2 separate regions of the Danio rerio genome follow, and region 2 is linked to region 1. Evidence: chromatin contacts called from public Micro-C data. All regions are on one chromosome and are shown on one strand. Each heading gives the region's core, a stretch centred on a gene start, on an enhancer-like site or on the middle of the called end of the contact. The rest is flanking DNA. Distances are from core to core; before and after follow the strand shown.

The links. A called contact is a pair of places that touch in the nucleus more often than the background predicts.
Region 2: a contact with region 1 is called in a Micro-C map of caudal fin, with 4 times the contacts expected there. The contact joins the promoter of nmrk1 here to the enhancer-like site in region 1. A contact is called at or near these places in 4 of 18 Hi-C or Micro-C datasets (caudal fin, fibroblasts, hematopoietic stem cells and 1 more) and 1 of 4 datasets of contacts at active chromatin or transcription factors (caudal fin).

Annotation. Positions count from the first base shown.
Region 1 is chr3:33,321,048-33,325,468 of GRCz12tu, forward strand. septin9a (septin 9a) reads right to left here. Exons shown (of 12, transcript NM_001423665.1): 7 at 4,309-4,421; 8 at 1,373-1,490. Among named protein-coding and RNA genes, the nearest start is that of septin9a, 120 kb to the right of the region's middle. Within about 2 kb of position 1,899, at least 7 of the 62 cell types and tissues checked have an H3K27ac peak or open chromatin away from gene starts, as enhancers often do. A contact at or near this core is called in caudal fin, where this site is marked.
Region 2 is chr3:33,452,943-33,457,363 of GRCz12tu, forward strand. nmrk1 (nicotinamide riboside kinase 1) reads right to left here and starts at 2,646. Exons shown (of 8, transcript NM_001013449.2): 1 at 2,450-2,646; 2 at 2,281-2,371; 3 at 2,108-2,156; 4 at 1,858-2,020; 5 at 1,312-1,383; 6 at 1,112-1,218; 7 at 931-1,027; 8 at 732-849. The coding sequence starts at 2,478. The coding sequence ends at 939. It also overlaps a transcript of si:ch211-165d12.4 not described here.

The DNA.
Region 1 (4,421 bases), core at 649-3,148:
GTTGTAGTGCGACCTGTTTTGGTTTTTTTCTAAAAACGTGGTAAAACTGCCATATTGGTTCATATTAGCTGTCAATCACTCAAGACTTTCCGCTGTCAGATGACAGGGAGGGAGCTTTCGTGACCGCGGGGAATGCAACCGGCTGAAGAGTGAAAAGTGCACTGAATCTCGATGCATTGCATGCACTGCATGTTCAGCCAACACAATCTCATGGCAATTCGTAACTTTTTCATACGTTTCCCCGTGAGATCAGGCTGCAACAGCGCAAATGTCTGCTAAAACACCATCGCCAAAGAAGCTTGCCTTTAATGAGTTTAAACTGATGCGGGTTATAACAAAGAACAGTATTGCGCCGGTGGTCATCGGGAGAATCCTGCTCTGCTCCCCCTCATATATTGGTCCGGCTGACTCGCATGCTTTTCCGCAAACACAGAAAAATGTAATTTAGCACGTAACCAGGCTGAGCATTAAAACGACACGAACCGAAATCAAAACTTTTAATAGTGAGACTTTTCTTCCTTTCTTTTGTCCGTTCTTTCTTGAGGTGTATATTATTTTTCTATTTAATTACTGACTGCTTTGCAGCTTTCAGCAGTGAATTAAATGATTTATTATAGTATTTTGTTTGTTTTGTAGCAGAAATATTATTTATTAAATTGACATGCATATAAAAACAATAGTACAAAATAAATATTTCTTACTACAATGCTTCATTTGTGTTTGATGCAATCCATCAATTTATTTTTCATAAAGTAACAGTAGGACTTTATATAGCAGATAACTTGCATTAGCATGAAAATGAGAAATATAATTCATTATTAGTATTAGTGTCATCATCGTCATCATTAATATTTTATAATTATTCTACATTCATTTTGGAATTATTGCACAAATATTAAGTCATTATTAACGTTAGTTAGATAGTTGCTTCTGGTTTTGTTAGTCCCAATTGATGTTGTTTTCAAATACAATAAATCCCTTAATATACAACTTGTCAAATATATCATTCATTTTTGGTGGGTGCTCCTAAAATTTTTCTGGTGCTCCTAAATTTTTTCTGGTGCTCCTAAATATTTTGGGTTAGGAGCACCGGTGCAACCAAGTAAGAAAGTTAATTTCGAGCCCTGCACATTGACTTTTGTAGCTTACCTTTGTAGCTTCTTTTTTTACATAAGATTTGTTTGTTTTTTTGTCTTTGTGCTAGAACAATAGTAGCAGTTAGTCAGTAAGTGAAGTTGAAGAGAGACAGTGAGACAGAGGGTGAGATCGGCAAAGGTCCGCGAGCCTGAATTCAAACTCGGGATGCCTAAAACGCAGTTGCAGTGCATGTACCGTAGTTGCATTACCTGCAAGGCCATCAGCGTCAGCTTACCTTCTTTTTAAAGAAGTCTCTCTCCTCTAAAGTCAGAGTGTCAGCCTTAGCGATAACAGGAACTATGTTCACCACCTTACTGAGACGCCTCATAAACTCTACATCCAAAGGCCTAAGACTGTGGGGAAAAAACAAAAAGATGGACACATCTTAAACCCATTTCAGTAAAGGGACACTTCATTTAAAAAAATGGAAATTTACTCACTATTTACTCTCCCTCAAGTGGTTCCAAACCCTTATGAATTTATTTTTTCTTTTTGAACACAAAAGTATTGAAGAAATCTGAAAACCTGTAACTTGCTTTCCACAGTAGAAAAAAAAGGTACTATGGAAGCCAATGTTTACAGATTTTCAGCTTTCTTCAAAATGTATTATTTTGCATTCAACAGAAGAAAGAAACACTTAAAGGTTTGAAACAAGTAAAGATCGAGTAAATGTTTGGCTGAACTATCCTTTTAATCTTACAATGCAATTAACAGGACTGCACAATGACCACCAGAGGGCGAAAACCACCCAAAATACACATGCTCTTAAAACACTTGGGCATGGAATTATTCTTCACGCAGTGCTTTTTACAGGGGTGTAAGGAGGCCTGTGAATGTGAAAGGAAAAGGCACACAGCTATTTTTCTCAGAAGTGAATGAATCTCCCGCAGTGTGACAGCAGCGGATGCAGACTGTAGTCTCTATGGCTGACTGTTCGACTCTAATTAGCCGAGTTGTTGAAAGCCAGAATGCAGCTGTGGAGCGGTGACATCTGCAGTGCTGGATGGACATGAAACAGTCAGTCATTCACAGCGGCCCACTGAAAGCACTGCAACACACGCTACAGGGCATCAGGACTCCACATCCATGGTTGTGTGTCTGGCATGTGTGTTCAGGGCTCTCAGATCTTTTTTTATTATTAAAAAAAGGTTGGACGGACAATCTTATGTCTTAGATGTTACAGTGACATGGACTTTCAATATCTCATCAAACAGCGTTATTCATATGCATAACTTATGTGCATGAAACACAGATATACTATGCATTTAGAGCACAAACTATTGTTAAATAATTGGGGTCAGTAAGATTTTTTATTCAGCAAAGACGCATCAAATTTTTCAAAAGCAACAGAAATCTTCAATGTTTTTCTGTTTCAAATAAATGTTGAATTATATATCTATGGAAAGAATCTGGGGTATCAAAGAATCCTAAGTATCCACATGAAATAAACTGTGAAAAAGTATTTAAGCTTTTATAATAAGAAATATGCCTTGAGCATAAACTGAAACAACATGTGACACTTTAGACTGGAGAAATAATGCTAAGAATTTAGAGCTTTGCCACATGAATACAGTTGATTTGTTATTATTTTGAACCTGGGGTGTCCAAAGTTTTTTATAAAGGGCCAAAGACCAAACTAGATTGAGGCTAGTGGGTCGAAGGTAAACATAGCTGCCATGAGTAATTCTTAATTTATTTATTAATATTTAAAAATAGCCTAAAAAGATTGCTTTGTATTAACTAATACAGTATACTTTGTTTTAAAATGAACTTATTAAAGTAAAAACAATCTAATTTACAACAGTATGGAGTTACACTAGTCAAGATAGACCTGATTTTGCCTTGATTTGCAGGTGTCTTCTGCATTGTGCTCTATCTGTCAAGTGACAGTATTTCCATTTTTACAAAATATTTATTTATGTATTTGCAATTAGCATTTAATGAAACATTTAATTACAGTTGGTTTTTTGTAGCTCAGCAAGAAAACAAACAAAAAATGTTATTTTAAACTAGAAATGACAACCTCTCTTAAAAGCATTCGCCCCAACCCTGTCCATCATTTGTACTTCACAGATTAAGCTCAGAATAATCAATAAATAAAAATCAATATTTAGTCTAAACTTCATTTAGGTAATTGGTCTATCAATATTTACTCTGCACTACAGAGAGCATCTGTTATAAGTCCACATAAATATAGATTAGCTATTGTTTTTATTTTGAAGGTTGCTATAAATATAATATAATAAATATAATAATATTACTGATAATAATAATAATAATAATAATAATAATAATAATAATACTGAATGTCTGGAGACTCATACCGTCCAACAAAAAACAATAAACACACAAGCATATACAATGATTCTCTATCAGAGACAAACAACAGAACAGACCACCCACTTCATTTGGCACAAACTTGTTATTAGATTATTAGCAAGAAAATGTGCTAACGGTAAACGATAAATACAAATCCCTTATGCAAACAATAGTTCCTCAAGAAGAACATTTCATTTTATATAATGTTTCTATAAAATCCCAAACAAATATATTGTTAGGGGGAAACTGCTCTATTGCTAAGCATTTCTGTAAATATCACATTGTTAAAAAAAGCCTGTCCAGCCAAAGGTCCAGCAGTAATGTGTTATACAAGGTCTTGTTAAAATTAGAAGTGTGGTGACTGCACTCAACACCAAATTTACAAGCAGGTCAGGTTTTTATGGTTAAAATGATTAAACTGACAGATGCCCAGACAGTTCCTTTTTCTCAAAAAAATATATTCCGAAGAAAATTTTTTTCTGGATCTTGGGTTAGGGTTAGTTTTTAAGGTTTCATATTTTAATAAATTACATACAATCAACACTGAACATCACTTTGTTTTGCAGGATGAACAGCACCACCCTCTGGGAGCCATGACATTCCTACAATTTTAGTAAATAAAAATCTATAGACAAGCCACATCTGAATAAATGATCTAGTCTACAACACTTACTCAACACAATAGAGCTGATATTTTTATAAATATGCATTACAAGGCATATTAAGCAAGGTATATGAAGCCATTACAGTTTGCATATTCAAAGTTCACTCAATGACATGTAAACAATTATTAATGCATCATGCGCTGGAAGCATTTTCTCACATTTAAGAGTAAGAAAATGCATTACTAACCAGTGTCCTGTGGGTGGTATGAAGTATATGCAGCAGTGCACTCGTGAGTCTGGGATCCTCTTCTTCCTGTCAATGTTGATCTCTTCCTGCAAGTACTGCTCATACTGGTCATT
Region 2 (4,421 bases), core at 1,396-3,895, 130 kb after region 1:
ACTGGCAGCACAATGGCTCAGTGGTTAGCACTGTTGTCTCGCAGCAAAAGTTCGCTGTTCGAGTCCCAACTCGCCCAGTTGTTCTTCCCGTGTTCATGTGTGTGTGTGAATGCGAGAGTGTTTGAGTGTTTCCCAGTACTGGGTTGTGGCTGAAAGGGTATCCGCTATGTAAGACATATGCTGTAATAGTTGTCAGTTCATTTTGCTTTGACAACCCCTAATAATTTACAGACTAAGCCAGTTTGATTGCCAATATCCTTCAAACCGCATAGGGTTTAACCATGTGTCAGTAAGATGTTTTAATGAATATGTAAATTATTATTTTAAAAAAATTATGATCACAAATATTTTCACTTATTCATATGAGTGACCATTCTGCTAAAACATTTTTTTTATTTTAATAAGTCTAAGTCAGATTATGTATATTTGTTTTCATACTTCACTCACATTTTGACATTTTCACAAAAAATGTAGTTTTAAAACATTAATCACATGTATTTTATATTCTGTGTGTATAAAATCATGTTTATGAATTCACTTCAACAAACACACACACACACACACACACACACACACACACACACACACACACACACACACACACACACACACACACACACGCCAAAATGGGAAGTCTTTAATACAAGTTCCCCATTTTAAATCAGCATTAATACATTATCTAGAAAATACGTCAAGCTTCTCTTATTTTGAGGAATTTCTAGGCTTCATGATAACAGTAAATGCCCTTTAATGAGGAATTGAAATTGCCCATTAATGAATACTATAAAGAATGTGCTGATATAAGTGTACTTGCGGGAATAAATGGCTTCAAAGTGTGGTCCTCACAATCTGACAATGAAATGCAAACACAGAAAAAAATGAGTTTCATGCAAGTGAGCTTCAATATTACGTAAATGCTGAATTACTCACATGACAGATCATCTCTGTCTAACCAGAAGCATTTCCTGGATGTCTGCAAAAACTGTTGAGATCAACGTCTCTCTCTTCAGTGTGCCGTCCAGAAACACTGTATAAAGTGCAAATACATTCAGCCAGACTTTTACAGTTCACCACAACTCTGTGATTAAAGCGTTTTATAATATTACAGTACCTATGTCATCTACAGTTTCTTCCATGGCTTTTCTGTTTTTCAGGTACATGGGCCAAACGTAGCTATCAAGGTAGCCTGGCGGATCTGGAGGCACATAGACTCTGGAGCTGCCCAATAGAGAGAAATGAAAGAGATGGTTTTACTTCATTTAATGATATGTTCATCACACTAGACACGTCTGACAGGAGTCTAGATCGCACCTTCTTCTCTCTTTGCACGTCTCATAAGGAATCTGCAGGAAGTACTTCTTGTCGAACAAAGCATTAAGAGGCCTGGAGGTAAAACATGAATCCATGAAACAAAAACACAATAAATAATGCAATCCATAACCAAAGGTCAACAAGCATGTTTTAGTGACCCTGAGGTCATTCACACTAACGAATAACACAGCAGAAATATCAATTTGATAACTGTAGATTTGTTAACATTTTAGTATATCAGGTTATGTAAAACACATTTCTGCTGTCACAAGCAAAACAAGATATATTTTACTTGTGTTTTTGAAGATAAAATTGCTTTATAATAATTTCTATGATTTAGAGGACTGATAATTCTTTCAAAAGCATGAATTTGGATCTTAAATTAGGTGATATAATTTAATGTAGCTTTGAAGAACTGCTACAAAATTTCCTTGACTAAGGAAAGAATTTTCAAAATTAAGATTATTACGTTAAGGATTTCAAGTGGGTCCAGTAAGATTTATTGTGACTCTGTGTAGTCTGCTGGACCAAAATAAATTAAGTTACCGATGATTAAAAATCAGGAACCCCTCCACTATAAGAACAAACACACTCGGCTCTGATGCTGTGGGTTTCACTGGACAACTATGAGATATCATGAATCCCACAGGATCCTCCTGCCACGAGCCGATGTCTCCCATCATCCTGTCCATGTGCAGGGCGTCCAAAGCTGAAGATGAGTTTCGTAATAATAAATAAATAACTAAAAATACATATATAGTTTATTTCAATAAAAACATGATTTCACAACACTTACTGTCATATTCTTTAAAGCCTCTGATATCAGCAGGAACCTCAGAGTCATCCTGAGAAATAAACACACATTTGTTAGCAACAATTGCAAGATATAAATAAATGACCAAATCATAAAATTGTATTTGAAAACAACATATTTACATTCAGAATATTAATATAAATCGAGTATGGCACCTTGAAAAAGTTATCTTGAGAAATAACACAGCTGTTGGGCAGAAGCTCCTGAAGACTTTTACTCAGAGTGGTCTTTCCCCCGTTTGTCATCCTGTCACAGCAGTTCATGTATAACTCATATACTCTCGATAACATTCGAACTGAACACGTTTACTTTTACTTTACTCACCCACCAATTCCTACGATTACTTTTCTCATTGTAAATCAACACTGTAAACAAAACGTTTTATTCAACGCGTCTCCCGTTTTATACTAGCTTCTTAAGCAGTGAGCTGCATGTGTTTGAAGTAAACTTGGCATATTTTCTTCGTTTATTAATCACAGGATCTTTTAAATGCAGACCAGACTGTAAATAAAATCAACTGTGTTGAGATCATTTCTTCTTCTTTGCTCAGTAGCCAGATCAAACCTGCTCTACAGCGCCTCCTGCAGCGCTGGCTTGTCAATGGATGTTTGTAGTATTTATTATTAGTTTGGTTCATTTCACTTAACTTAATTACACTAATAGTCATAAATTTATTTGCAGCATTAATCAGACGTTAGCGTTCAATTCCAAACAGTTACAATAGATCACATTCTCACAGACAAAAAAGTACTCGCCTACTGTTTAAAAGGTTACGAGCACCCATAGCAGGCATGATTTCATAACCTTTCAATTCATGTTTATTTATATAGCGCTTTTTACAATATAGATTGTGTCGAGACAGTTTTACTAAAGTCCAAATATCAGAATTGAAGTTTACTTTAGCTCAGTGTGATTTAAATTTCACTGCTGACAGTTCAAACACTGTAGAGCAAATCCACATGAAATAAGCACAGCTCCACAAGTCCTGATCCGAGCAAGCCAGTGGCAAGGAAAAAAACATCTCCAATTGACGGAGTGAAGGGAAAACAACCTGGAGAGAAACCAGGCTCTGTTGGGCATGACAATTATTCTTCTGGCCAAACATCCTGTGTGGAGCTGCAGTCTAGACGCCGGAGGCTGGACGTCCATTGTGGAGAAGCTGCAGTTATTAGTAAGGCACTAGCGGGTGGTCAGGCTGGCACACAGGATCAATGCGGGGACTCACAGTGGTCTTTTGGGAATCAGTCTAATGCACTCCATTCCTCCATGTTACATGCGTTACAAGTAACACCACCACAGCACCACAGAAGGTTGCTGGTTTGAGTCCCAGCTGGGTCAGTGGCATTGCTTTGTGAAGTTTACATTTTCTCCCCGTGCTGGTGTAGGTTTCCTGCAGGTGCTATGCTTTCCCCCACAGTTCAAAGACATGTGGTATAGGTGAATTGAATAGACTAAAATGGCCAGTGTAAATGAGTGTGTGGATGTTTCCCAGTGTTGAGTTGCAGGTGGAAGGGCATCTGCTGTGTAAAACATATGCTGGAATAGCAGTTCATGCAACTAAGTTGAAGGAAAATTAATGAATGATTGCTTCCTGTACTTCTAATTTTAGGTAATATATTCTTCAAAAATACTACATATTAATTAGCTTAAATTCTTTAATAGTAATTTTTGAAAGTTAGCTTCTGCTTTTTCCTTTGATATCTGATGAAATACTTCTATCTGGTAATAGGAACTAGTATCTAAAGTAAGTACTAATATCTTAATAATAGCTACTAGTACTACCTTAAAAAATACTAGACTTAAATGCATACTATTGAAAAATAAAAATAAATGCACAAAAAATATCTCAATGAGTTTCTGACAGAAATCAACGGCAACTTTGTACAATTTGTTACAAGTAACAACCGAGTGGTTATTAGCCACTATTGAAATAAGTACTATCAAAAGAATAAGTTCTAGTACCTAATAATTAGTACTAGTAGTTAGTGAGTAAATACTAATTAATAAGCATCTGTATTTAGTAAATACTAATATATACTAAATACTATCTTAACTGAATATATGCTAGTATCTAAGATACTAAACAGACACTAGTAGCAAAATAATAATTACTAGCTGAAAGTGGACACTAGTACATATTATAGATTAAATGGTAAAACAACTTGCCATGATATGGCAAAAGGCAAGGAGCACTTCTCAACATCACTATTCACTTGCCCTCATTTACACTGCAGAACATAAAAGGAGCTGTTTTTATACTTTTTTTGTGTCCACACAATTGTTTCAGTGTCCATGC